5 separate regions of the Mus musculus genome follow, and all the other regions are linked to region 1. Evidence: chromatin contacts called from public HiChIP or PLAC-seq and promoter capture Hi-C data. All regions are on one chromosome and are shown on one strand. The core of a region is the stretch at or near the end of the contact, and the rest is flanking DNA. Distances in the headings are between cores, read along the strand shown. Region 1 holds the start of Atp5l (ATP synthase, H+ transporting, mitochondrial F0 complex, subunit G). Region 2 holds the start of Fxyd2 (FXYD domain-containing ion transport regulator 2). Region 3 holds the start of Fxyd6 (FXYD domain-containing ion transport regulator 6). Region 4 holds the start of Tmprss4 (transmembrane protease, serine 4). Region 5 has its middle 16 kb from the start of BC049987.

Region 1 (3,840 bases), core at 640-3,139:
TTCTCTAGCTACATGCCCTAGGGAACTGAAAGATCTAGTCAGTAGTCAGTATCAAATACTTTAACATTCACACTTAATACACCAGCCTGGGCTGGAGAGATGGCTGCTCTTCCAAAGGTCCTGAGTTCAATCCCCAGCAATCACATGGTGGCTCACAACCATCCGTAATAGGATCTGACGCCCTCTTCTGGTGTGTCTGGAGACAGCTATAGTGTACTCACATACATAAATAAATAAATCTTAAAAAAAAAAAAGCCCCAGCCTATGCTGCAGAGCACAGTCTACGTAACCTTCTGTTCCCTCAGAGCCCTCAGGTCTCAGTACTTCTGGCAGAACAAGTTATCTTACAGTTACAACAGTGGAAAGGTTTTATGTTGTTTCTTGACCAAAGTTTACCTTGATAATGTCTTTCATTTTGGATTTCATCAATAAAATCAGTTTTAAATTTCTGAATACAAGCTACCTAAAAGATGCAAAAGTCATACGGCCGGAAAAATACTCTCTACGAAATATTAAAAATAGCACCTCAAACCATCAAAGTCCAAACGTCAAAGCCTTTTGGTTGTATTGGTGTAAAAATTGTAGTACGTTGCTTCAGATCACCTAATGATTTTTTACTAAGGAAATTCTTTGGAAAACAGCTATTGGCAGCCTCAGGTTCCATAGGAAGGAATCCAGTATTTATAGACTCTGGCTGGCACTTTAAGGGTTTAAATAGCTCACTAGCTGGTGATGAAGGGGAGAAAAAAAAGAATTACTAAATATGCAAACAGGTTGGAAAGCTCAAAATTACAAGTTTTTAAAATTCCACCTCAGAGGGCTGGAGAGATGGCTCAGCGGATAAGAGCACTGGCTGCTCTTCCAGAGGTGCTGAGTTCAATTCCCAGCAACCACATGGTGACTCACAACCATCTGTAATGGGATCCAATGGCCTTCTCTGGTGTGTCTGAAAACAGCTAGTGTACTCACATAAGTAAAATAAATAAATCTTTGAAAAAAAATCCACCTTCAATTCACATTTCATAACCAAATTTGAACATTTGGAAATAGGACCTTCAACCACTTAATACAATACAGAAAAGAAGAAATTGTAAACTTAATCTCCTGCTTCAAAAATACAGTAATTTTCTACTCAGAAGAGAACTGTATCGATTGAACATACTGCTCAGGCTTATAACTACTCAGTGTTTATCTGAGAGACCGCGGTCTATCAGAATTTTCAAACAAAACAACCTCACGAATGCCAAGCCAAGGTTCTGAAGACGACTGCTGACAGGCGTCGCTTTCTGTGCTGACTGGGGAGGGGATATTCACCCCTACGTTCCAAATTCCCTTCATCGGACGCAGAATTCTCTAGGCTCTAACCAGGATGGTAAGCAAACATAACTTTCAAAGATCTCTCACCCGTCTTTAAAATTTCTGATGGCTTTCAAATACTTCGCTGAGACGCAGACCAGCTATGAGGTCTGATGTGTGACCTCTCTCTCCCCTGTTACCGACCTCCCTTCCCAACTCTCCCGGCACGGTAAGGGGGCATCACGGCGTTCGCGGCGGAGTGAGGCCGGGCAGAGTTACACGACCCACTCGCTCCCCGGCCGAGCTAGGACCCTGCAGCTTGTGAGCTCTAAGCAGCCGCGGGCAGGCCAGGCGAGGCTGCGGCCTTACAGTGGCCTCCTGGAAGCCCTCCCGACGCCCACGGCCCCTTGGTGCCGCAGCACAATCCCTCCCCTCGCGAGCCTCTCCCGGGCTGCGCTCACCGGCTACCATCGACGGTGCCTTCTCCGCGAAGTTACGGATGAACTTGGCCATGGTCTAAGGTGGAAGGTACGTCTCCCCGAACCGCCGGCTGAATGTCACCCCCGGAAGGACCCGCGGCAGGACCCCTTCCCCATTTCCAAGGTCAGGCTGCCCCTCTCTGTGCCTGTTCAAAACATATAGGTATTGATTCCCTGTTTGTGGCATCTCATTAGTCAGTTTACTTTGTTCACTCCAAGTAAAAACCTAGATATAAAAAAAAATGAGGCGCGATAACACGTGAAGAATCCTGAGATTCCTCAGGGAGCAGGCATTACTTGGGACAGCTATTCATGTTGGTCCGGAAGATCGGTGAAGTGGGGGAAATGCGCATGCGTTATTGGTTTTCTTGGCTTGATCGCCACATTAGCTTGCGGCAGTTTTATAGCTTTTCAGAAAACATGGAAAACGAGGCTGGAGGGCTTCATAAGATGCTTGTGGGCCTATACGTTCGCTTTAAAGGCATAGCAGGTCTGAGGTCAAATAGGAGCTTTAAGGGGCCACATAGGCGTTACATTATGTGACTCACCCATTCACCGACTTCTTTAATTGACTTTTTATAATTCCGTTTTCCTCCGCAGCCAGTATCAGAATTGGGATCCAATCCGGTTTTTCAAACAAGCCAGTAGGAGCTGTGCGGACAAGAGGAAGAAAGTCATGTGTGTTGAGGGTGTTGCACTGTGCCAGGCATTTTGTAATTTGGTGGAAGCATGCTTTGGGCATTATCCCCTTAGAGACCAAGATTCCTAAATAGTCATAGAAGGAGTCAGTTGCAAGATAAATACGCAAAGGAACATAAGGTTAAGCGTGGTGCTGATCTGGGAAGGCGTAGAGATTCTTGGTGTATAAGAAAATATACAAATTCCAAAGGCTGTAACTTTGACATTATGAATGAAAACAACAAAAACAAACCAGGAAACCCAAAAACTATGTAGGAAAGTAACATTTGATGAGGAGAACAAGTTCTGGAAAAGCCCAATCTTTAGAAGAAAAACTGAGGGGCTGGAGAGATGGCTCAGCATTATGAGCACTGACTGCGCTTAGGTTAGGAGTTCAAATCCCAACAACCACATGGTGGCTCACAACCATCTGTGATGAGATCTGATGCCCTCTTCTGGTGTGTCTGAAGACAGCGACAGTGTACTTACATATAATAATAAATACATCTTTTAAAACAAAACAAAAAAAAACCTGAAGTAAAATTCATGGGGTGGTTAGAAAAGTTAGAAGTGGGATCAAGGAATCAGTGAGGGAGAGACATGCTGCCTTAGACAGTGAAGTCAAATTAAAGCAGGAAAGATAACCTGAAACCCACATTATACCAGCATACAGGAGCCTGAAGATTGGAAGTTACAGGCCAGTCTGGACCGAGGTAAGACAGGCCAGCTAATTATGAGTATGAACATCTGTGACATTAACTAGAAAAGGTTTCAAACCCTTAGAAACCAGATTGCAGCAATGAAGAAATATGGAAGCAAGAGAATATAAGTCAGACAACCCAAGAGGAAGGTGGAGCTCAGGAGTCCAGGACAGGGAGACAGCAAAGAAGGCAGAGGAGTTTGTTTGGGAATGGTGGGACCTCTTCCTTAAACGGGGTGAAGGGAGAAAAGTTTCCAAGTGAGGAGTCTGACACATGCCACCTGTGTGAAAAGGGAGTGGTGAGCAAGGCTACATTTCAGAGTGTCTGAAGGACACAGAGAAGAGCAGAGAAGGGCAGTGGTGGAGTCGACTGGTCTGTGGGCTGTACAGTTGCCTGTAGTTTAGGTAGCAGAGGGTAATGGTTAAATTAACCTAAGCTGAGATCCTGCATGCCACAGGTATGGGAATAGAATAAGGACATGGTGGCAAAGTATTAAAAGGTCTGTTATTTAGGTTGGATAGTGAAGCCATAAAGGAACTAATTAGAGTCTAAGCTCTTAAGACTTTCTCCCGAAGACAGCCGGAGGGTACCTCTAGAGCAGTGGCTCTCAACCTTCCTAACGCTGCCACCCTTTAATACAGTTCCTCATGTTATGATGACCCCAGCCATGAAACGATTTTTTGTTG
Region 2 (3,840 bases), core at 561-3,060, 490 kb after region 1:
TTAGCAGGGAGTGGCTGGCTCTCCGATGGTACCAGCAAACAAAAGGCTAATGCCTGCCATTTATCAAGCAGTACAGAAACAATGGTACCCACCACTGTCCTAGGCCATATTCTGAAGTGCCTATCTCAGTCCCCACAACCTCCCAGAGTCCTGTGCCCTGCCCACTGTATAGATGACAAGATAGACATGGAGAGATAAACAAATCGGCAATGGAAAGGTAAGCAAATGACAAAGGCAAGTGGTGAGTGCCAGTGTCCTGACATTGATGGAGGGGCACCTACAGATGGAGCCCTTCCTCTCAGAAGGACTGACTGCACCAGGGGAGCAAATATCTGTCTGTCTGTCTGTCTATCACCTATCCATTCATAAATCCTTTATAGATCTAGCTATCCTCTATGTAGTTTGTATGTATGCATGCGCATATGTATATATGTATGCCTGTATGTATGTAGCTATGTATGTGTATATATATGTATTATGCATGCACTCATCCATCTATCTCTATCTATCTATCTATCTATCTATCTATCTATCTATCTATCTATCTATCATCTATCCATCTATCCATAAATCTATTATCCATCTTGGTATCATTTCTCCATCAACCTATCACTTATATAGCTTGTATGCATGCAGGTATGCATGCAGGTATGTATGTATGTATGTATGTATGTATGTATGTATCTATCTATCTATCTATCTATCTATCTATCTATCTATCATCTATTTCTTGTTTACCTATCACCTGTGTATCTATTTATATATCATCTGCTAGTGTTGGATATTAGCTTCTTGGAGGCCAAGTCGACCATCTGGAACCCAAAGAAGACTGTGGTCTTACAGAATCCACACCATAGTTACCAAGGGGATGGTTACAGTGAGTGCAGGACAGGCTGGGGGTGGGTGGGTGGGTATGGCCATAGCATTTGAGCCCTGGATCTCAAAGGATAGCCATTATTTGTCTTCAACTCTCACTGGATGTTTGACCTTGGGCCTCAGCTTCTCCATACCTCAGATAGCTCATGTCAAGAGAGGAACTAAAGCAAAAGGGAGACAACAGCTAGAAAATGCTTTGTAAGCCCTAAGATCAAGCTGAGCTTCTTCCTGAAAGAGTCATAAGCATATGGTGACAGCCGCAAGAGGGAGTGTTGGGCATCAGGATAGGACATTAGTCAGGGATGGTGGAGGATTTCAGACTGAGGTGTGAGTGGCTAACTGTGGTGGCCTCGGGACCAGGATAAATAAAACAAGTCAGGACAGGCTGTCAGGGACAGCAGTGCTATTGAGGCTGATCCTGCTGGGGACCCAAGATTCACAGGACTGTGGTAAGAAGGGAGCCAGGCCGGGCTCCTTAGGAACACGGCGGGGAGACATGACTGCCCCATGAGAATGTAAGCTGTCACGGTGCTATCCACAGGGCCTTGCAGGAAGCTCTGGAGGCTAAGGGACTTGGAAGTCCCCATCCCGACCCAGGACCCCTATCTATACTTCCCATGTGCCCTTCACCGAGAGTGCATCTTGAAATTCTCACTTCCTCATCTCACTCCCAGCTGCGGCTTCCCCGGCTGATGGAAGAATACTGTTGCTGCCCATCCCAGCCCTGCTCTCTGGAAATTTCCTCTGGGAGGGGCTGGAGACCTCAGGCAGCTCCTCCCTGCCTCTGGCTCCCCCCATACCTCCCCTTGCCTGGGTCAGCAAGAGCCCCTCTGGGGACACTCAGCCTTTCTTGTGACTGGGGTAAATATTACCTGACACTGTTAATATTTAATGCCCCCCCACCTCTGCCCTGGCCACGGCAGACACTGTCCCCATAGTAGAGGCCACAGGAAGACCGTCGTGGAGAAGCCCCGATGGCTGGGGAAATATCAGATCTGTCAGCGAACAGTGGTGAGACTGGCAGGACTCTGCCTGGGACTGGCTCTGGTGGGCAGCTAGACCCCTTCCCTCTCCTGTTCCTTGGAGTTCCCCAGCCAGTGGCTCTCTTAGAAAATTAGCATTCAGAAGGGATCCTCAACCCCACCCCCACAGAAAAAGAGCAGAATAGCAGAAGTTGGAGCATCAGAAGTGTGTGTGTTTATGTGTGTTGTGTGTTTGTGTGTGTGTGTGTGTGTGTGTGTGTGTGTACGTGTGTGTGTACATGTGACTTTGTTCTGGGTGACAGGGTGTTGTTCTGTAGCCCAGGTTGGCCTGGAACTCATATAGCCCAGAATAACCTAAAATTCACTGCATTCTTCCTGCCTCAGCCTTCCACGCCCTGCCCAGTGTGACTTTCTCATCTTGGATGGAGAACTAAGATTTCAAAGTGGTCAGGGGCTGCCGGGGTTGGAGATGGGAGGAGCAGCCCTTTAGCTTAGCCTTCCCCAGAAGGCTTAGGGTCACAAGAAAAGCCCAGCGTTTTGAAATCCACAGACTCAGGCCTGGAGCCCAAGAGGACCCCTGCCGGTCCATAGATGTTGAGTTTTCTGACCTAGAACACTGGTGGAAGAGGGACTCATTAAATGCTTCCTGAAAGGGAAATGGGGGTGGGGTGGGGTTTGGGGTCCTGTCTTGGATCTGGCTGAGGCTGATGCTAGCTCCCCATTTGACCTTGAACATGACGGAAGTGTGGGAAGACTTTCTGCATGGATGCAGAGCCTGGGTCACTGTGGCTTCTCCTTAGATTTTGACCTTTCTGAACAACCCATACCTGAGGTTCACCAGCACTGACCCCCTCTGGCTACTGGAGGGATCTGGACTCACCAGACCCTGCGGCTGGCTGATCACTACAGGGGCACAGTTCAAAGTTGCCTGGGAATTGTTAACTTTTTCATCCCTTTAGAAAAGGCCCCGGACAAGAGGGGCTCCAGCAGGGCAGCAGAGAGTACAGCTGGCATGGAGTGGGGAATGGGGGTGGTGTGTGTGTGTGATTGTAGCTTTGCTGGCCATTGTACTACCAGCTATCCAAGGGTAAGTGCTCTGAGCTCAGGCTGGCAGAGAGCAGAATATCGGCTTCCTTCAGGGTGAAGGAGCCACAGGAGGCAGGGCCAGGGGCAGGCAGCTTGGTCTGAAAAAGTCTTCTTCCTCTATGTCACTTGAAAGGGAGCCTAGCACGTAGACTCATAGTGACGCTTTGCCTGGGTTCAAATCCCAGCTCTGCCCCTTACTCGCTGTGTGGTTGTGGGGTGACTTACTTACCCTCTCTGTGCCCCAGTCTCTTGTGGATGAGAGGGAATAACAACTGTGCCTCAGGTTGTACGAGCTGATGCTCAGACCATTTTGGCCGGGAATGCACAGAAACTAAGTGCTCCTCCTGCCCGTTAAGTATGTCCGGAGGACAGTGACACAGCAGAGTAGAAGCTAGGATGAGTCAAGCCCTGATTCTGCCTTCCATTTCCACTGTGTCCTTACGAAGACTCCAGTGGGCCCTTGATTCCTTCTCCCGTTCCTTGAACACAGAGGCTCTGCTTTCCGCCTTAATTTATTTCAGACATTGCCTTTCCCCGAGGACGTGGAATTATATCAATAGAGGCCTCTGGGGGCTTCCTGGGAGTTGGCTTTTTGGCCTGACTTCGTTATGATACAGAGCTGGGAGCTGGGGAGGACCACGCCCTCCGGAGACTGAGGTCCCTTCAGACAGGGCAGGTTTCTATTCAGATGCCCAGCGTCTGATCCCATGATGCCCATGTGATGTAACCTTTAGGGCGTCCTCACAGGTCCCCTCTTCACTGGGTCACTCTAGCCAGCCTTCTCTTCATCTCGATCCTGGGAGTTCGTTTGAGAACTCTGGAGTTCCCACTACTCTGGGGTTGTGATTTCTTGCTCATCCCACCCCTGGCTCTCTTCTCAGGTGGCAGTGCCAAG
Region 3 (3,840 bases), core at 998-3,497, 450 kb after region 1:
CGCTTCAGGGCCTTTGCACGCACACATCGCTTCTGTTCCACTGTTGGCATCATTTCCCAAGCCTGCTTTGCACCTCAGTTGTTTCTTTCAGCGCATCTCCTTAGCACTCCCCGACTCTCCAGCTTGCTTTGCAAATGTTACATTCTCGGGGCTCTGAACCATTTGATCAAAATCCTTTTCACCCCTTATCTATAAAGGACAATGTTGTATCTAAAGAGCTTGACCTAGGGCTCAGGGAAGAGTCACGCCTCACATCCGTGTGTTGAAAGAATGGGGCAGCTGGTGACCTCTTTTAACCCGTGGACACATTTATCGCAGGAACCAGATGTGTTTCTTTACTCCCTAGAAGGGAGATGTGACTTTCCCAGGGCAAGGCTATGTGTTGCTTTGTAGCAGAAACCCCCAAATTCCACCTGGATAAACAAGAAAGGTTATTTGAGAGGCTGGCCCTGGCCAGTCCTCACAGACTGGATTCCACTCTCCTCCATAGCCAGGACTATCAGCAGCATCAGACACAGGCCCGGAAGTAGCTTGGCCATGTTCTCTGGCAGGAGACAGGCTGAACCAACAGGTGGTTGGGCTTAGAAGTTCTGACCCGTCAGCCTATCCTTTCCCAAACTGGCCTGTAAAGCCTGAGCTGGCAACCACTTACAAGGAGCGACTCCAACAGACAACTTAGAGGTGGGAAATGTCAGGACTCAAGGGCACTGGGAGGGAGGACCAATCTGCTTGCCCAGGACAGGGAACTAGTAAGCAGTGTGGTTTCATTTCTCCCACCCACAGCAAGTGGAAAGGGACAGGAGATTACAGTCCTCAGCTTACAGAGGAAAAGTTTGGGACAGAAGGTCAGGCCGCTGTCTGGAGCCACGTGGATTGGCAAGACTTGAGCCAGACTTTGATAAAAGGGTTTTAACTGTCACAGGAACCCTAGTGATTATGAAACTGGGCCAGGGTGGAGTCTTTTCAGCCCAAGGTCCTATGCTTAAGGGGTCAAACTATCCTCTACAGACTCCCCTTAAGCAAGGTAACCCAGTTTCTTCCTGGTAGCCATTGATGGCTTCTCTGCCAGTTCTAGGGCAACCTTGACTTCCCATCTGTTTTTTTGCCTTGGCCTTTGAGACTGGACCATTTGTTAAAGTGATTCAACCAAGCTGAAAGGCCACAGAATTATCAAGTTTGTTTGTTTGCTTCCTCTTCTTCCTCTTTCAACTCTTCTTCCTTTTCCTCTGAAAAGGGAAGATTTTCATGCCCTGAAACAAGATTTCTCTATGTATCCCTGGCTGTCCTAGAACTCTCTCTTTAGACCAGACTGGCCTCAAATCCAGAGATTCACCTGTCTCTGCCTCCCAAGTGTTGGGATTAAAAGAGTTGTTCTCCTCCTCCTCCTCCTCCTCCTCCTCCTCCTCTTCCTTCTTCTTCTTCACAAATGAGTAACTGTCCTGGTGCTGTGGTGCTGGAGAGGCAGGGCTGGGCTCTTGCTAGTAGAGCCCATTATTTCTGGGGTAGGGGTTGTCAGGAAAGCCTCGTGATAAGACCTAGAATTGGCTGATGCCAGCTGCTCTCCTCAATGCTTCAGCACAGGGTAGGCCAGCCTCCCTACAGCATCCCTTCAGTTGGCTAATTAGAACAGCCTTCCCCACTACAGAGCTTCCTGGATACCAACCTGCTGGGGGTGGTGGGGTGGGGTGGGGTGACCTCTGTCCATTCTTGCAAGCTCTTCTATCATTACTTAGAGTTAGTCAATGGAACCCTTGCTGGGAGTTAGTCTCACCTCCCTTTCCTAGATTAGGGAAAGGAACACTCCATATATGAGTGTTCATACTGATGCTACAGGTAGGATTGCAGAGCTAGGATGTAAATCTTTAAATTAATTTGTCACCTCGAATTTTGACTCTTAGTGACTAGGCTGGGGAGAGCTACTCTTAAAGCCTTCCGGAGTTAGGGATGGAGATGGGTGTCTTGAAAACGGGCTTCTGGGCAGCAAAACCCTGGTTCATGTGAGGGTCTTGTCCCCACAGCCCACCAGCTCTATTTGCAAACAACACTCCACCTAACTCTGGCTCCCATTCATGCTAATTGCGAACACAGCCAATGAACGCAGGTTGCAGGTGGCTGATGCTCCGTTGTTTCCTATTTTTCTGCCTTTCTCCCCTGATTTTCCTATTTCCGAAAAACACCAGCCCTGTCACGGTGTTGGTCTGGCTCATTTCCTACCCTCACCAAAGGGGGGGAGAATCAAAAAGCAACAGCTGCTGGCAAATCCGCTCCGGCGCTGGGCGCCTCCTCCGCGCGTCTCCTGTTGCTTCTTCAAGCCTCACTTCCCTTTGCGAAGAGCTCGCAGAGAGAAGGGCGCGGGCGACATCACAGGGGTCTGCAAGGGGACCCAGAAGCCAGTGGACGAGGGCGACCGGGGAGGCCAACCAGTCAGCCCCCTCTGGGAGGCGGGAAAGCTGCAAGCCGCGCCCACCGCCCTGCCCCCAGCGCGCCACTCCCGGCTGCTTGGACTCTGCTAGTCCTTCTGGGATCCGCTCGGAGGGGACCCAACGCCTAGGTGAGCAGCAAGGGAGGTGGGCAAAGTTGGCACCTTCTTCCGAGTGGAGGAGGCTTGGGTGGGGATCCGTCACTCTAGCGCCAGGTTCCTCCGAGTCTTGTTTGTTTCAGTGGGTGTGTGCCCAGGTCCCTGCCTGGGCGGCGGGAAATGGATTTGGAGATGTAAACAAGTAGATGAGCTTCCAAAAGCTAAGGATACCGGGATGGGGTTGCAGGCAATGGCGGTGGGCGATGCTGGTGGCTGGAAAATGCTTTTGAGGCTGCCCTGAGCTTGCATCAGGAGCTCCAGAAGGATAGAGGACCCTTTAGCAGGGGAGCTTCCCTTTGTTACTCGGAAGCGGGAGACCCTGCGGGGAATGGAGATGCGAGGACCCGGGAATGAAGGAATGTGAATGTGGACACATGGGCCACACAAAATGGAAATTTGCTGGCTTGGTGCTTGTGGGGTGTGGGCGTGGGCTCCGGGAGTGGCGAAGAGGCCCTGTAGACGGCGTTGGGGTTCGAGGATGAGGGGATTCATCTGACTGCATTGCCTTCTTTTGGTCTGTCCAGCTCGATTTTCTTTCCAGGGCTGCTAGTACCCTATCTCCATCGTTCCCAACCGGGGCTGGCCCTGGCGGAGCCTCCCCGCTTTATGTCTGCCCAGGGCTTTTCTGTAGAGTTGGTTGAGAGACTGGGTCTCTGGGCGTCTGCTCCTAGGAGCAGTCAGGTTGGAAATACCGGCCCACCCAAGCTGCCACCAACCTCCAGACCCAGAGGTTGTGATGCCTGGAGGCTTGGCTCCATCAATGTACCCTCTGTCTTTATTTCCTTTGTCTAACCTGTCTTCCCGCGCTACTGGAATTGGGATTTCTACCTTTGTAGTGGGACCAGTGGGCATCTCAGCCCTCTCAAGGACCCTTGGCACTAGTGTTCTGACTGCCCTCATATTGTAGATGTATGAATGTGTGTATCTGTTTTCCAACTTGGCCTTTTGCACGTGACCTGTCTCATGGTTGCCATGGAAACCCCTCCAGTTCAACCTCCCTCAGATTTCTGCCCATTCCTCACCTCCAATTGCCTCCCCTCCCCCCAATATGGTTGCTTAGATACTGGTTACCCTTTGCTTTTTAAAGGAGGACACCCTATGTCTGGCTCCCGTTCTAAACTGCCTGGCCCTTTACCCATCCCACCACCACAAGCACCACAAACACAAGTGCTCACACATTACACACAATATCGTCACAGCCTCACATACCTGTCAACCCTCACAGCCCTTTAGCATAGTGGACACACATAACATACACATTT
Region 4 (3,840 bases), core at 575-3,074, 280 kb after region 1:
AGAGGCAGGAGGATAGAGGGAAAGAGCAGGGAGGGCTGAGCCTGGCCTGTGTTACCCCGTCCTCTCTTGTGGGCCGAGAGCTAGGCTCATTCTGGCCTCATCAATGGGAAAGGACTGGTTGCCACACACAGGTAGCTTAGTGGTTTGCTCAGGGCCAGAGTTTGGCAGTTCTATTCTGCAGTCTAGCGGCCATTGCTCTGTGACCTTGTGGCCTGACCCTTCACCCATGCTGACCATCTACCTCCTCCCTCATCAGCAACACCCAACTTTCATTCCGTGGTGGCAGCAGGGCAGGGTGAGACATGGTTCTGGCTCTCACTTCCTGGAATGGGTTCCTTATTACCTACAGCCTCTCATTTGCTCGGGCTTCCTGCTTTACAGAGTCTGTTCACACACATTGCTTTGCTCAGCCTTTCTAAGCATCCTGTGTATGTGCCAGGGGTTTTGGGAACCACGCTGTTTCCCTTCTACAGGGGTAGAGGATGCGTTGAATCTCAGTGAAATTAAAGTCTCAAGACCTTGCAGAGAGCTGGCATCCTGGTATTGAGTTCCACATCAGCTTTTGCTCCTGTCAGCTGCCTTAGAAATGGCACCCTGGCCAGTGGCTCATCCAAGAGGGGGCAACCCAGGGTTCCTCAGTGCTACAAAGCAGTGGCTCACAGTCTGGAGGTGGGCACTGCTCCCTTCCTTCCTCACTGACCCCAGTGGGGGCACCTCTGCACAGGACCCCCTCTGATGGAGTAGTAGGTAGTTAGTGCTTCAGTCCCAGCCCTGGTCTAGTACCGACAAGGCAGTTCCTGGTGTTCTGCCCTTACCAGACACTAGCATTTTGCAAGACTTTTTTACTAGTGGGTCACTGGAAGCGTTAGGTAGCACCTACCCCCTTTTGTCATGGGGGAGGCAGGTCCTTTCTTCAACCTTTCTGTTTTACTGCCTGAGCGACTGCTGAGGATTGGGGAATCAAGACCCACTGGCTCCCACTTTAGGCCTGGCGATTATCTCTTCCCCTTCCTGGTTCTCAGCTGTCCCCCTTGAGAGGACAAGCCAGCAGCAGAAGATGCTAAAGATAGTCAATGGAGATGAGCATTAAAGAGATCAAACAGAAGAGCCCCACAGACACCCCTGATTGTTTTGGGGGGCATATCTATACTGTTTTCTTTATAAAGGATAGGAGTGACTTTTCTCAGGGAGTGTCTGAGGGTCACTGTGACACCAAAGTAGCCCTTGCCTTTGAAGAAACCATGACATCCTCCAGGGCGCGCGCACACACACACACACACACACACACACACACACACACACACACACGAGACAGTATGCAAAGGAACAAGCATGACTTTGAGGCGATTGGTGGACAAAGACAGCCCTGACTTCTATCTACGCCCACCTTCAATGATGGAGGCAGAGGAGCCCTGATGGGTATGAGAGGCTGGACGTGGAGGTGACTCAATTGTGACCTCTTTTTTATTAAGCCTGGAAGGTGTTATAACATTCTCAGTTAATGACCCCACAGGTTCCTTGAACAGCCCTTTGTGGACAGCTGCCCTCCCCACCCTGAGGGCCCCTGTACTTACCATACTGCTTTGGTAATCCTCCTAATTTTCTTACAGCCTGGAGCTAGCTCTGCCACCCAAGACAGCAGGAGGGGGGTGGGGGGGGGTCTTCAAATGAGCCTCATTAGGAAGCGGCTCAGAAAGCCCTGGTCAGCACTGAGCAGAGGGGGCCCAAGTGCAAGGCTGGCCTTGCTCCTTGATGGCCCACATTCTCTTCTTCCTCTTCCTTCCGCAAGCCAGCTACCACCTGCCACTGTATCTAGGAGTGACTTGAGGACTATTGGGGCTGGTCAAGTCCTATAACACAACCGGTGAAGTTGCCAAACTGGAATGATTATGTGTCTTGTAATCTGACACCCAGTCGTTAGGGGCAGGGACAACACCTGGAGTGGTTCATAGGCCTAAGGACAGGTGACACACCTAAAGAGTTACACAAGCCTATCTGCTTGAATGCCTTTCATCCAACCAGGAAGGCAGGAGGGCGGGCATTGGCTGAGGCTAGTTGACGGCAGACAACTCTTTCTCTTTCTCTTTCCTCTGGTTGTGTGACTTCTCACCATGGCGGTGCTTTTTTGTGGGTTGCAGGAAGTTGGCACGGTAGATTACTAGCTTGTGTCAGGCATTAGGATTGGGGTGTCCATGTGGATCTCATCCCTAAAGAACATGTGTGTTCTTCCCTTCCCAAGACTCAGAGTGAGTGTTGGGCGAATGAGCAACCTAACCTACCTGGCAAGCAATGCGCCTTTCAAATAGCGTACTGCTGGAAAGTCACCAGTGTACTACAACTAGGGCTAGGTCCTCTTCTTCACAGGCTCATTTTTGATCCATGTCTTGCCACATAGGATAGTTGGAACCACCCCAGGCCAGGGGCTGTATGAAGTGGAACTTTGGGATCAGACTGTACAGCTAAAAGGGACCTGGACATTTACAGAGTCCCTGGGGCAAAACCTCCCGTCACATACACATTAAAAAAAATGTACATTGTGTTCTGTTTCACATCTGGTTCTCCTGGGAGAACAGTAAGATGTATGCCTTAGCTCTTCCATTTAGCAATGTGCTTCTGTGCGCCATCTCGTTAACTCTCATGATAACCTCATGGAGACAATTTTGTTCTATTCGACCTTTGGGGATGGTAAAGAAGTTTCTAACAGAAGAACAGTGGTGGTTGGAACCTGAGTCCTCTCCCACTGCCAGTCAGGATGGGCTGCCATCCTGACCCTACAGAGGCATCAGAACACTGGGGATATGGTTGCTATGGTCTATGTTGAGTAGCCTAGGTTCCATCTGAGGCCAAACCTATAGGGTCTTCAGGGCCTTCTGAGTCCACGAGGCTCTCAAACTTCCTCACCCCAGACAGAGACCTTTAGAGCAGGAAGTTTGGGGCCATAGCACGGCTTCTTAAAGAAGAATTTCAGCGGTGGGTCACCTGTGGCCAGGCCTTCCTTGTTGGGTTCCAGTCTGTGCCAGGATAAACATCTGGCCTATATGTTTTCTTTCCTCACCCAGTGCTCAGGTGAGCCAGGAGGGACTGCTGCAGGGCAGGGCTGGCAGCAGGGTGATTGCTCAGCACTCCTGGCTCAGGCTTTGGCTCAAGTTCCCAGATGATTCTGGGAAGGCATTGCATGGGCCTGGGAAGGAGGCAGTCAGGCGGGACTGAATAAGCTGCTGTGATACTCAGGGGAGGAACATAACAGCTGAGAGACGGAGGCCCTGTGGCCTGTAGGAAACAGGCCTGCCTCTCCCAGGTGCCCGGTGTGAACAGCTAAGCCATAACTCCTTCTTCAACGGGAGGCCTCAGCCTTTTTAGGGGATGGTATGAGTATGGGTATGGGTAGAGGGTACAGGGTCTCCTGTAGCCCAGGCTGGCCTCTAATTCACTGCTTTAGCCCAGAATGACGAGAACTTCAGATCACCTTGCCTCTACCTACTGAGTCCTGAGAATAAGATGTGCCTCATAACTTTTGGTTTATGTATGCAGTGCTGGGGATAGAACCTGCAGCCTTGTAAATGCTAGGAAAACATTCTATCAGCCAAAGCCCACCCCAGAGCCTCCCTCTGCCTTTAGATTTCCTGCTGGCTTTCCCCTCCTCCTCGCTCGCTCACCGCTGGCTTCCTGCTTCTCCTTCCCTCTCCCTTGCAGCAGATTTCCCTTTCTCTCTTTGCTCCTCTCCCCAAGTGTGTCAGCTTCAGAGTCACTGTGACCCTGGGGCTTTTGTTCCTCTCACTCATATGACCCCTCCCAAGGCCATCTACAGGGTTCCAGTAGTATATTCACATTGCCGTTTGG
Region 5 (3,840 bases), core at 499-2,998, 260 kb before region 1:
AATTGAGGGACCACCCAGCCAGATAGGCCTTTGGACTTGTCTGTGTGGGACTATCTTGACTGTTGTTTGATATCAGAGTGCCCAGTCCACCATAGGTGGCACCATTCCCTGGGCTGGTGATTCTGAACAACATAAGAAAGTTAAGAATGAAACTGAGAGCTGGCCAGCAAGACTGCTACATAGTGACTTTAAGGCCAGCCTAGGCCACATGAGACCCAGTTTCAAAAAATAAAACAACAGCTAGGCAGTGGTGGCACACACCTTTAATACCAGCACTTGGGAGACAGAGGCAGGCAGATTTCTGAGTTCAAGGCTAGCCTGGTCTACAGAGTGAATTCCAGGATAGCCAGAGCTACACAGAGAAACTCTATCTCAAAAAACCAAAAAATAAAAATAAAGTAAAACAGTAAAACAACAAAAACACCACTAACAACAACAATTAAAGGAGGAAGATGCTTTAAGAAATGAGCCCTAGGGGCTGGAGAGATGGCTCAGTGGTTAAGAGCACTGACTGCTCTTCCAGAGGTCCTGAGTTCAATTCCCAGTAACCACATGGTGGCTCACAACCATCTGTAATGGCATCTGATGCCTTCTTCTGGTATCTGAAGGGAGACTGGAATACCATTGCTCTGATGCCTAGCTTATAATGTGAGCACTTTGTTCCACACATACTCCTGACAGCATGTCACCAGAGGCCCCAAGTGATAGGATCAGTCAATCTTGAACCCTCACCATTGGTCCCAATGAATGGGTCAGTCCAGAACCATAAGCCAAACACAACCCTTTTCTCTTTATAAGTTAATTGCCTCAAGGATTTCATTAGAATAATTAAAAATGATTAATACAACACTCTGATATATTCTACTATTAATCTAGTTAATATCAAATATACAAACCCTGTCTGACTCATGCTTGCCAAAAGAATCTTGTGCTTCCAGGCATCAAGAACTCATGGCCTGGAGACTACTTATATAGGGATGGATAATTTCTTATATGATGTCACTGTGTCACACCCAACAATGTCTCTTTCAACTAATAGTCCTTACAGTGTGCTATTAAGAAACTACAATAAAGTTTCCTGTTAGACTTTGCTCAGGGGCTACGCAGACCCAAAACAAACGAAACAGAACTCTACTCAGAGTCCGCTAGGTGGCTCTCTCTTCCAGCCCTTGAGGGCCTGCCCCGAGTCTCCTGGGAATTTGCTTTCTTCTGCCTTCATTTCTTGCTGTCTGACCTGGCTCACGCTTACAGTCCCTGAAGTCCTGTACAATTACGTCTCCTATAAACAGGAAATGAAATAGTCAAAACCCGACATCAGTAGCAATCTCAAAATAGATGATGATAAGTTCGTTCCACTGAGCAAAACTTCCAGCAGGGCTCCGGGGTACGCGCCCTCGCTGGTGAAGTGCTGGTTAGGTGTGGAATTAAAGGTCAGTTGAGTGCCTAGCATGGTGGCACAAGGCTGGCCTAAACTCACAGATCTGCCTGCCTCTCCCTCCAGAGTGCTGGGATCCAGCACACCGGCTACGTGAAGTGTTTATAAGAACAGCTAGGAGCTGGTTTGCAGACCTGCCCGAGTCTTCCGCTCCAACTTCGTTGGTCCTTCCGTTCAGTTTTCTTCTTCTTCTACGAAGCCAAGGCCTACTGTAGCCTTTAACAAGCATGTGTGGGTTTAGAGAAGGAGAGAGCCACGCTCCAGGCCCAAAGCCAGCTTTAATTTTAAATAAGTTTCACTGAATTGGGACCACGTAAAGACCATTTGTCACTTATGTCTGTAGGGGGCAGCAGAGACAAGCTGGACGTGGGTGATTCCATTCAGCCAATTTACTCTTTTTTTTCCTTAGGACGTTTTCTTTTCCTCCGATGTTACACTTGTCCAGTGGCGTCTAGATTCCTTAGTCGAATGCTTTTATTCTCCTGGAAAGATTAAGAACAAAATCCTGTCCCAAATCTAATTCTGGGGGCTCCTTTTTTAACAAGTTATATCTTTCTAGGACAAAATAGTAGTAATAGTAGGTAGTAGTAGTAGTAGTAGTAGTAGTAGTAGTAGTAGTAGTAGTAGTAGTAGTAGTAGTAGTAGTAGTAGTAGTAGTAGTAGTAGTTGTTGTTGTTGTTGTTGTTGTTGTTGTTGTTGTTGTTGCTGTTGTTTTGGTTTGGGTTTTGGGTTTTGTTGCTATTTGTGTGTCAAGTTGACAAGATGTCAATCGTACTGGCTGGTTTTACCTGTCAACTTGATACAGCTGGAGTTATCACAGAGAAAGGAGCTTCAGTTGGGGAAATGCCTCCATGAGATCCAGCTGTAAAGCATTTTCTCAATTAGTGATCAAGGGTGGGAGGGCCCCTTGTGGGTGGTGCCATTCCTAGGCTGGTTGTCCTGGGTTCTATAAGAAAGCAAACTGAGAAGCCGGGCGTGGTGGCTCACACCTTTAATCCCAGCACTTGAGAGACAGAGGCAGGCGGATTTCTGAGTTCGAGGCCAGCCTGGTCTACAAAGTGAGTTCCAGGATAGCCAGGGCTATACAGAGAAACCCTGTCTCCACCCCCCCCTCCCCCCCCAAAAAAAAAGAAAAAGAAAGAAAGCTGAGTAAGCCAGGGGAAGTAAGCCAGTAAGCAGCACCCCTCCATGGCCTCTGCATCAGCTGCTGCTTCCAAGTTCCTGCCCTGTGTGAGTTCCTGTCCTGACTTCCTTTGGTGATGAACAGCAATGTGGAAATGTAAACTGAAGAAACTCTTTGCTCCCCAACTTGCTTCTTGGTCATGATGTTTTGTGAGGGAACAGAAACCCTGACTAAGACAGGTATAAAATTTAGCATTTGAATACGTAGCAGCTCCAGACCAACCCACAACTGATTATAGGCAACTGAGGAATTTCCTCATTGTGGGAAGGCACAGATCCCTTTGCTACCACATCCTGGCCATGAAGGAATTCAGATAGGCACCAGGCAGCCGTATTACCTTCGCTTCCATGGCTAAGCCTGTGAAGGACTCTACCCTTGAATGGGTCTAATCCATCATTGTAAGGTACATCCTTATGACCATAGTGTTGTTGACAATGACCGAGTATAAGGTTATCTATGCCTTGTAAAATGTCCGGATTTGTTTCTCAGAGAGAGAAAATATTTATTCTCTGTATATGGAAAGCGTTTGCAATAGAAGCCAATAGACAAATATTGGTAGGCTCCTTTTTGTTTTATGAAGAGTCCCCAGTTGCCAATAAATATGACTCCCATAATTAGGCTATCATCTGGTTCAGTATTAGTTAGGGCTGCATGCAGCGATCTGAGCTTATCGGCAGTCACAAAAGCTGCTCTTTGTTCCTGTCCCCATTGGAAATTAGCTGCCTTTTGAGAACCTTGTAGAGAGTGTTTTATAATAATCTGTAATTATGATATGCATTTTTTAGTGTGCAAAACATACCCATTAGGAGCTGTATCTGAGTTTTGTACCTGGGTGGCAGGATCAAAGGCATGGGCCATCACCACTGTGTTCACTGTAACTCTAGAAAACAACTAATTTATAGAGATCTGTCTCTCTCTCTCTCTCTGCTGGGATGAAAGGCATCCGCTACTCAAATATTTTATTTTAGCTCCAAGCCACTCCGACTCTTAGAGATTTAGAAAACAAGTTTGAACTATAGTATTACAGTTTGAATTTACTTAAAGCATTTTAAATCTCTTAATTATGTTTTTAATACCAAACAACCAAAGTATCTTTTTTATTTAAGAACTCAAAAGCTGATGGCCAAGATGGTGTGGGCCATGTGGCAATCTATAGTCTAACATTCTAACATGGAATTAAACACCATGGTTTAAGAAAATCCATCTTTCATTCATTTCATGC

What was found. Promoter capture Hi-C pulls out the DNA fragments that hold promoters and counts their contacts. HiChIP or PLAC-seq counts read pairs in DNA pulled down with a chosen protein or histone mark.
Region 2: an H3K27ac HiChIP or PLAC-seq map of large pre-B cells shows a contact between it and region 1, with 4 times the contacts expected there. The contact joins the promoter of Fxyd2 here to the promoter of Atp5l in region 1. A contact is called at or near these places in 2 of 39 promoter capture datasets (the C10 cell line and pre-B cells), 1 of 15 datasets of contacts at CTCF or cohesin (large pre-B cells), 3 of 115 datasets of contacts at active chromatin or transcription factors (T-cell acute lymphoblastic leukemia, large pre-B cells and pro-B cells) and 2 of 9 other capture datasets (adipose tissue and liver).
Region 3: a contact with region 1 is called in an H3K27ac HiChIP or PLAC-seq map of embryonic stem cells, with 5 read pairs. The contact joins the promoter of Fxyd6 here to the promoter of Atp5l in region 1. A contact is called at or near these places in 1 of 39 promoter capture datasets (hippocampal neurons), 3 of 115 datasets of contacts at active chromatin or transcription factors (bone marrow-derived macrophages, embryonic stem cells and large pre-B cells) and 1 of 9 other capture datasets (liver).
Region 4: an H3K4me3 HiChIP or PLAC-seq map of bone marrow-derived macrophages shows a contact between it and region 1, with 3 times the contacts expected there. The contact joins the promoter of Tmprss4 here to the promoter of Atp5l in region 1. A contact is called at or near these places in 1 of 484 Hi-C or Micro-C datasets (pro-B cells), 3 of 115 datasets of contacts at active chromatin or transcription factors (bone marrow-derived macrophages, embryonic stem cells and pancreatic cancer cells) and 1 of 9 other capture datasets (pancreatic islet).
Region 5: a promoter capture Hi-C map of the HPC-7 cell line shows a contact between it and region 1, with 4 times the contacts expected there. The contact joins the enhancer-like site here to the promoter of Atp5l in region 1. A contact is called at or near these places in 8 of 39 promoter capture datasets (the 3T3-L1 cell line, 3T3-L1-derived adipocytes, the HPC-7 cell line and 5 more), 2 of 15 datasets of contacts at CTCF or cohesin (embryonic stem cells and pro-B cells) and 8 of 115 datasets of contacts at active chromatin or transcription factors (the SCID.adh cell line, T-cell acute lymphoblastic leukemia, bone marrow-derived dendritic cells and 4 more).

What each region holds. Positions count from the first base shown.
Region 1 is chr9:44,918,853-44,922,692 of GRCm38.p6, forward strand. It overlaps Atp5l (ATP synthase, H+ transporting, mitochondrial F0 complex, subunit G), which reads right to left and starts at 1,890. Exons shown (of 3, transcript NM_013795.5): 1 at 1,758-1,890. The coding sequence starts at 1,809. Gm30934 (a long non-coding RNA gene) reads left to right here and starts at 1,875. Exons shown (of 2, transcript XR_379340.4): 1 at 1,875-2,265; 2 at 2,376-3,840.
Region 2 is chr9:45,404,280-45,408,119 of GRCm38.p6, forward strand. It overlaps Fxyd2 (FXYD domain-containing ion transport regulator 2), which reads left to right and starts at 1,811. Exons shown (of 6, transcript NM_007503.4): 1 at 1,811-1,887; 2 at 3,827-3,840. The coding sequence starts at 1,851.
Region 3 is chr9:45,367,938-45,371,777 of GRCm38.p6, forward strand. It overlaps Fxyd6 (FXYD domain-containing ion transport regulator 6), which reads left to right and starts at 2,248. Exons shown (of 8, transcript NM_022004.6): 1 at 2,248-2,551.
Region 4 is chr9:45,202,211-45,206,050 of GRCm38.p6, forward strand. It overlaps Tmprss4 (transmembrane protease, serine 4), which reads right to left and starts at 1,825. Exons shown (of 13, transcript NM_145403.3): 1 at 1,575-1,825. The coding sequence starts at 1,577. All of the region lies in intron 1 of BC049352 (cDNA sequence BC049352), which reads left to right.
Region 5 is chr9:44,654,118-44,657,957 of GRCm38.p6, forward strand. No RefSeq gene overlaps it. Among named protein-coding and RNA genes, the nearest start is that of BC049987, 16 kb to the right of the region's middle. Within about 2 kb of position 1,749, at least 62 of the 459 cell types and tissues checked have an H3K27ac peak or open chromatin away from gene starts, as enhancers often do. A contact at or near this core is called in the HPC-7 cell line, the SCID.adh cell line, pre-B cells and 1 more, where this site is marked.